2 separate regions of the Mus musculus genome follow, and region 2 is linked to region 1. A link is a contact called in public promoter capture Hi-C data. All regions are on one chromosome and are shown on one strand. The core of a region is the stretch at or near the end of the contact, and the rest is flanking DNA. Distances in the headings are between cores, read along the strand shown.

Region 1 (2,678 bases), core at 47-2,546:
TTTTGGATACTAGATAGGCAGGTCCCTGAGTGGCCTGAGGGAAGAGGAGAAGGACCATGACAAATCCAGAGAACCAAGAGACTATGAACTCATGAAGTGTAGCACCGGACAGCTCCAAATGCCTTCCACTGTTATTACAGTGTATGTTCAGAGGCGAAGCAAATTAAGTCTGGCGTACTGAAGAAGGTATCTGTTCAAAGGGCTGGAAACCCAGACTCTGCCTACAGACTCAAGCTGACATTGCAACAAATAGAACAGGAGGGAATAAATTCTACAGGCAGAGCAGCTCTTTGAAAGAGCCTTAGCTGCTTCATAGAAATAAGAAATGGACTTCAGAAGAGGAAGTGTTTCATTTGGGGAGTGTATGTGGGTGGTTGCAAACTTGAGGGCTTTATATGTCCATTTGAGCTCTGTACCATTTGGATTTATGCTGATGTGTAGTGAAACTTACCATGCTATTATTAGTACCTACCCATGCTTAGCATTTTGCAAGTAAAGGGGAAGATGGTTTTTCTGGTCCCCATTGGTTAGGGAAAGCCAACTAAGTGAGAACAATTGTGACTTATGTCACTCTCAGCCTGGAGCCAGGAAAAGTTTGTTCTGCCAAGAATATGGAGTTTGTAGACAGACAAGATTAAAGTGTTCTCAGTTGCTGATTCGTGGCATAGAAGACACCAGCAACAGCAGGTGTCCACAAAGAACTCATATGTAGTGTGTTAAGCCATTGGGCAAACAATTAAGACAAGACATAAACAACTTTCTACAGTTTTAGTCCACCCAAAGCACTTTCAGTGTCTCCAGAAAAACACAAAGGAAAGAAAATCAGGTGGTTGGTAAGGTAGGGGCGGGGCCGGGGGGCCGAAGAGTGGGGAAGCCTTGAGAAGAGAAATATTTCCAAATCCTCGCTCGGTTTTTACTTTCATTGTATCATAGAGCAGAAGGCTGTCTTGCTCTGATCATGTGCATGAGCATAAGCTGTGATAGCAGGGCCGACCTGTGTAATCTCACTGGGCTTGCTTATCAGAACAAGACGATACTAAAAACACAAAATCTCCGAGGTGATGAAAATCTCTCCATTTCGCCATCGGTTGAAAATGCTGCGGGCCCGCAGCCAGAAAGCGTTCTCGGGCTGCATCTTTTTTTTTCAGCGGCCTCGACTAAGCAGCTGCAATTCCCTTTTATGTGCCAACCTCCTCAGCCTTTCTTTTAATGGGAGGTCTGCCTCTCATCACCGGGATGGAACAGTACATTTTCTGACTTCTCTCAAAAAAAGCAGACTTTCTGATACATAAGCTGCGGGCAGGGTGGAGTGAGGCATGAAGACAGATCCCAGAAAGCTTGTTTCAGGCAGGATATATGAATGCTGTACACAGGGCAAAGTAGACTTTTGAAGTGCCTGCCATCACTGAGCAAAACTCAAGAGTAGTACCCAGGGGGCCTCGTGGGCGCAATAAGTCAAGGGAGAAAGAGCTGTTAGAAATGAACATTCGAACTGATTAATTCTATCAATGAACGAAGAGCTCTGTGACACTGGACAGACTGGCACAATGCTTTAAAGAGTGAAGCCAAGGGGTTTTCTGGTATTTCCTGTTCTGGGAACTATTCTATACCACCAAAAGATGATCTTAATTTTTGAAAAACCCTAAAAATCAAAAAGTGGATCTAATTATAATAATATAAAGCTCAGCTATTAGAGATTAAATGATATGAGAAAAGTATTTATTTATTTATTTATTTATTTATTTATTTATTTATTTATTTATTAAAAACATTCATTATACATCTGTCATATGTCTGACCCTGAACAGTCAGGCCTAACTCATGCAATGGGTGATGTTCTGAGATACCGTTTTCTCCCCTACCTGTACCTTTCCCCTTTCCTAGTGTAGCAAGAACTCTCCCTCCTCCTGACGACTACTGAGAGCACTCATTCTCCTGCAGCAAAAGCCGTGCGGCCCCAATCCCAGCAAGTTCCGTAACCTCTGTGCCTCAGTTGCCTTGTCTACAAGATAGGAACAACAGCACTGATGCTTTTAAAAATTCAAGTGGGAAAAGCTCAGATCAGAGGAGAGACCCAAAGCCAACTGAATTGGTGTGTGTTGGGGGAGGGGTGTCCCATGACAAAGCCCACAAAAGAAAAACATTACTTTCAAACAAATGATGGGGTTGGTGGTGTTAAGTCGGTAGTAGAGCACTGTCCTGACCGGTGTGTTATCTGGGACTCTGACTTCTCTCAAAAAGCAGACTTTCTACCCAAGGAGCTAAAGGGATCTGCAACCCTGTAGGTGGAACAACATTATGAACTAACCAGTACCCCGGAGCTCTTGACTCTAGCTGCATATGTATCAAAAGATGGCCTAGTCGGCCATCACTGGAAAGAGAGGCCCATTGGACTTGCAAACTTTATATGCCCCAGTACAGGGGAACGCCAGGGCCAAAAAGTGGGAGTGGGTGGGTAGGGGAGTGGGGGAGAAGTTATGGGAGACTTTTGGGATAGCATTGGAAATGTAAATGAGGAAAATACCTAATAAAAATATTAAAAATAAATAAATAAATAAATAAATAAATAAGCAGACTTTCTGATATAAGGTCTGGCAGGGTAAAGATGGATCCCAGGAAGCTTGTTTCAGACAGGATATATACACAGGGTGAAGTAGATTTTTGGAGCAAGTTATCTA
Region 2 (2,678 bases), core at 61-2,560, 3.5 Mb before region 1:
TCCCAACTATTCATTTATTACAGTGGTGGAGACCAAGCCTAGGGCTTTGCCAATGCTCCACAAACAACAACCACCAAGCTATTGAATTCTGAAGACTGGATTCTAGTTTAGGCCGATCATCCGTGAAAGGAAGTCATCCCGTTTTCTAAGCCAAACTGAATTCACATTATCAGATATTTTCAAACTAATTCTTGTACTTTGCACAGCCCGAAGCGTTGCAGAAGCTAGGCCAAAGGTGAGCCACATGCTGCCTGAATTTGAGTTTTCACCAGCTACCTGGTTTAGGACAAAAATATCATTTGGGGCCATTTATTTAAGCAAATGGATTCCCCTCTACCCTTCTACCAAAAGTTTACTTCCAAACCAGGAACAGAAATCCAAGCAACCTTGACGCTGTTTGAAGGCATAAAAAAGCTTAGGGAGAACCGACCAACCCGCTCTTACGCTCTTACGCAGGGTAACTAGGTCAGCTCATTGCTCCAGGGAACCCCAACTGTAACTCAAACACAGAATTAACTCTAGTCCTATATTCTATGCAAATGCATTTCTCGCTACAGTTTTCATCTTCTAAAATGCAGATTTGACTTGAGGAACAAAGGTGCTTCCTCAGCATTCTTAGCATCTTCCCAGACTACCTTGCAATTTGGTGCTGTTAGCTGAAAACCACACCTGATAACAAAAGCCAAGCAGTAGCTCTGTTGTTTTTGGCGGCTTCTGCATCTTCTCCTATTTTTGCGAAGTTGGGGGAAATGGATTTTATGCAAATCCAAACAACTGATGATGAGTTCGTTGATCTAGATGAGTAAAGAGATGCTGTGGGAGGGAACAGAGTTTTACATCTCTAAGAACTGAAGACTCCTGGATGATCTTTGTCAAGGCATCTTATAGAGGGACAGGGTCAAGAGAAAGGAGAGAAAATTATCCAAAGTCTCATTTCTCAGAAACGGACTTTCTGAAGTTTTCTCAGTGTCCCGCAATGGGGCTAGCGCTGGGAAAGGTGCCCGGAGCCCCTACCTGAGTTCCTGAGCTTCTTGTTGCGGTACACAGACAGGATGACCAGCAGGTTGCCCAGAATGTCCACCACGATGGTAAAGATGAGGATGAAGGCCAGTGTAGAGGCCAGCCAGGACGGTCGTGGTCTCCCTCCCTCCCCGCCGCCTGGAGCCTGCTGAGTGGCATTGAGCAGCTCGCTGACATTGCCCTTCATGGTCCCCTGGGTGCCTCACCGCAGCACAGCCAGGGCCATTGTCCTGTCGCCCCGGAGCCCTCAACTGCTCAGCTCTGCTCGAGCCCTCTCCGCCACTTTTTATGGCCCTCCCGCGTCTACTTTGCATCCTTATGATTGCTTCGCGGCTGTCCTGCCCACTCCAGCCCCTCCCGGTGGTAGGACACCCTCTCTGCACTTGGCCACTGCCGCCTGCTGACACCTGCTGTCCACTGCCCAGCAACTTGGACTCGGAGGTCCCACAGTGCGTGCACGTTGCGCCCCCGTGTGGCGAGACTCGGTGAGACACGTGGAGGCATCAAGTGGAGGGAAACTTGCACCCTGGAAGGCCTCGATTCACGAACTTGAATCCTAACCAGGACTAGATGCCCTGGATGTCTTATCCGGAAAATGAAGATGAAAATAGAATCTAACTCATCAACTTTAATAGTCAATGATGTGTAAAAATAAAGTAATAATGATATTAAATCACACCCTTTCCGTCTGGCATAGCACGATTTAATGTCTGTTCTGGGTGTTTCTGGCAATTAAACGAAACAAAATGTAAATATTTGCAGATGACAGGTGTATATGTTCTTTTGAAACTATCAGTGAAAACAGAAACTTGAGATAATAGAAGCAGACGTAGAACCACAGTGTAAGATTTCTGGGAAGTGCATTAGCCAGCTCTGTACAGAATGGAACAAAACCCCAAAACTTTCTTCAACATGGGGAAGGAGACTTACACAAAACATATGATGTTCTCATATTGAACACTTAAATTTTCATGCTCTCCATATATTTTATGGCTGTCCAATTCCTAAGCATTTCCAAAGTCCCTTTGAAAGAGTGAAGAAAAATGAAGAAAATACATTTTAAGAAGATGAATACCAGAAAAGCATGACATGACAATATTAAAATCTGTATTAAAATTAAACAATGTGTCGTAGCTCTGGAGGCTGAGGCAGGAGAATCAACACCAGTTTGGGGGCATCTTGAGCTGTGTGGTCAATCAGTGTTGCTGTATAAAATCCTGTCTCAACAAATCATATTAAGTAAAATGGTTGTGTTCATCAATAATTTCAAGAAGAAATGCAATGCAGAATTGAGGGGCCTGAGCGTGTGGCTCTGTCGTTAGGGCTCCTGTGCAGCATTTGCAAAATCTTAGACTCCATTTCTAGTGCTGTATAAACTGGATGTGGCACCTCAGTCACGTAACCCCAGCACCCAGGAGGGAAGGCAAAGGATCAGAGGTTCAAGGTCATCCTCCGCTGTTCAGGACAAACCTGGGATGTGCGAGATTTCATCTAAACCGAGAATAAAGCACAGAATTAAGAAGGTTAATGTTTTAAATTAGCAATGAGGGAAATCGGTGATGGACAGGAAGATATGTTTAAGGGAATGTGGGTAAGTGAGTCTCTAAACTTGAGGTAAGGAAGGGCCCCCTCACTAAGTGAGCATGAGAGGGAGAGTG

Evidence for each region. Promoter capture Hi-C pulls out the DNA fragments that hold promoters and counts their contacts.
Region 2: a promoter capture Hi-C map of hippocampal neurons shows a contact between it and region 1, with 2.1 times the contacts expected there. The contact joins the promoter of Mtnr1a here to the enhancer-like site in region 1. A contact is called at or near these places in 7 of 39 promoter capture datasets (the 3T3-L1 cell line, cranial neural crest, frontonasal cranial neural crest and 3 more) and 5 of 484 Hi-C or Micro-C datasets (3T3-L1-derived adipocytes, cerebellum, cortical neurons and 1 more).

The regions. Positions count from the first base shown.
Region 1 is chr8:41,560,624-41,563,301 of GRCm38.p6, reverse strand. No RefSeq gene overlaps it. Among named protein-coding and RNA genes, the nearest start is that of Gm50494, 140 kb to the right of the region's middle. Within about 2 kb of position 1,296, at least 6 of the 459 cell types and tissues checked have an H3K27ac peak or open chromatin away from gene starts, as enhancers often do. A contact at or near this core is called in hippocampal neurons, where this site is marked.
Region 2 is chr8:45,067,739-45,070,416 of GRCm38.p6, reverse strand. It overlaps Mtnr1a (melatonin receptor 1A), which reads right to left and starts at 1,310. Exons shown (of 2, transcript NM_008639.3): 1 at 1,015-1,310. The coding sequence starts at 1,207.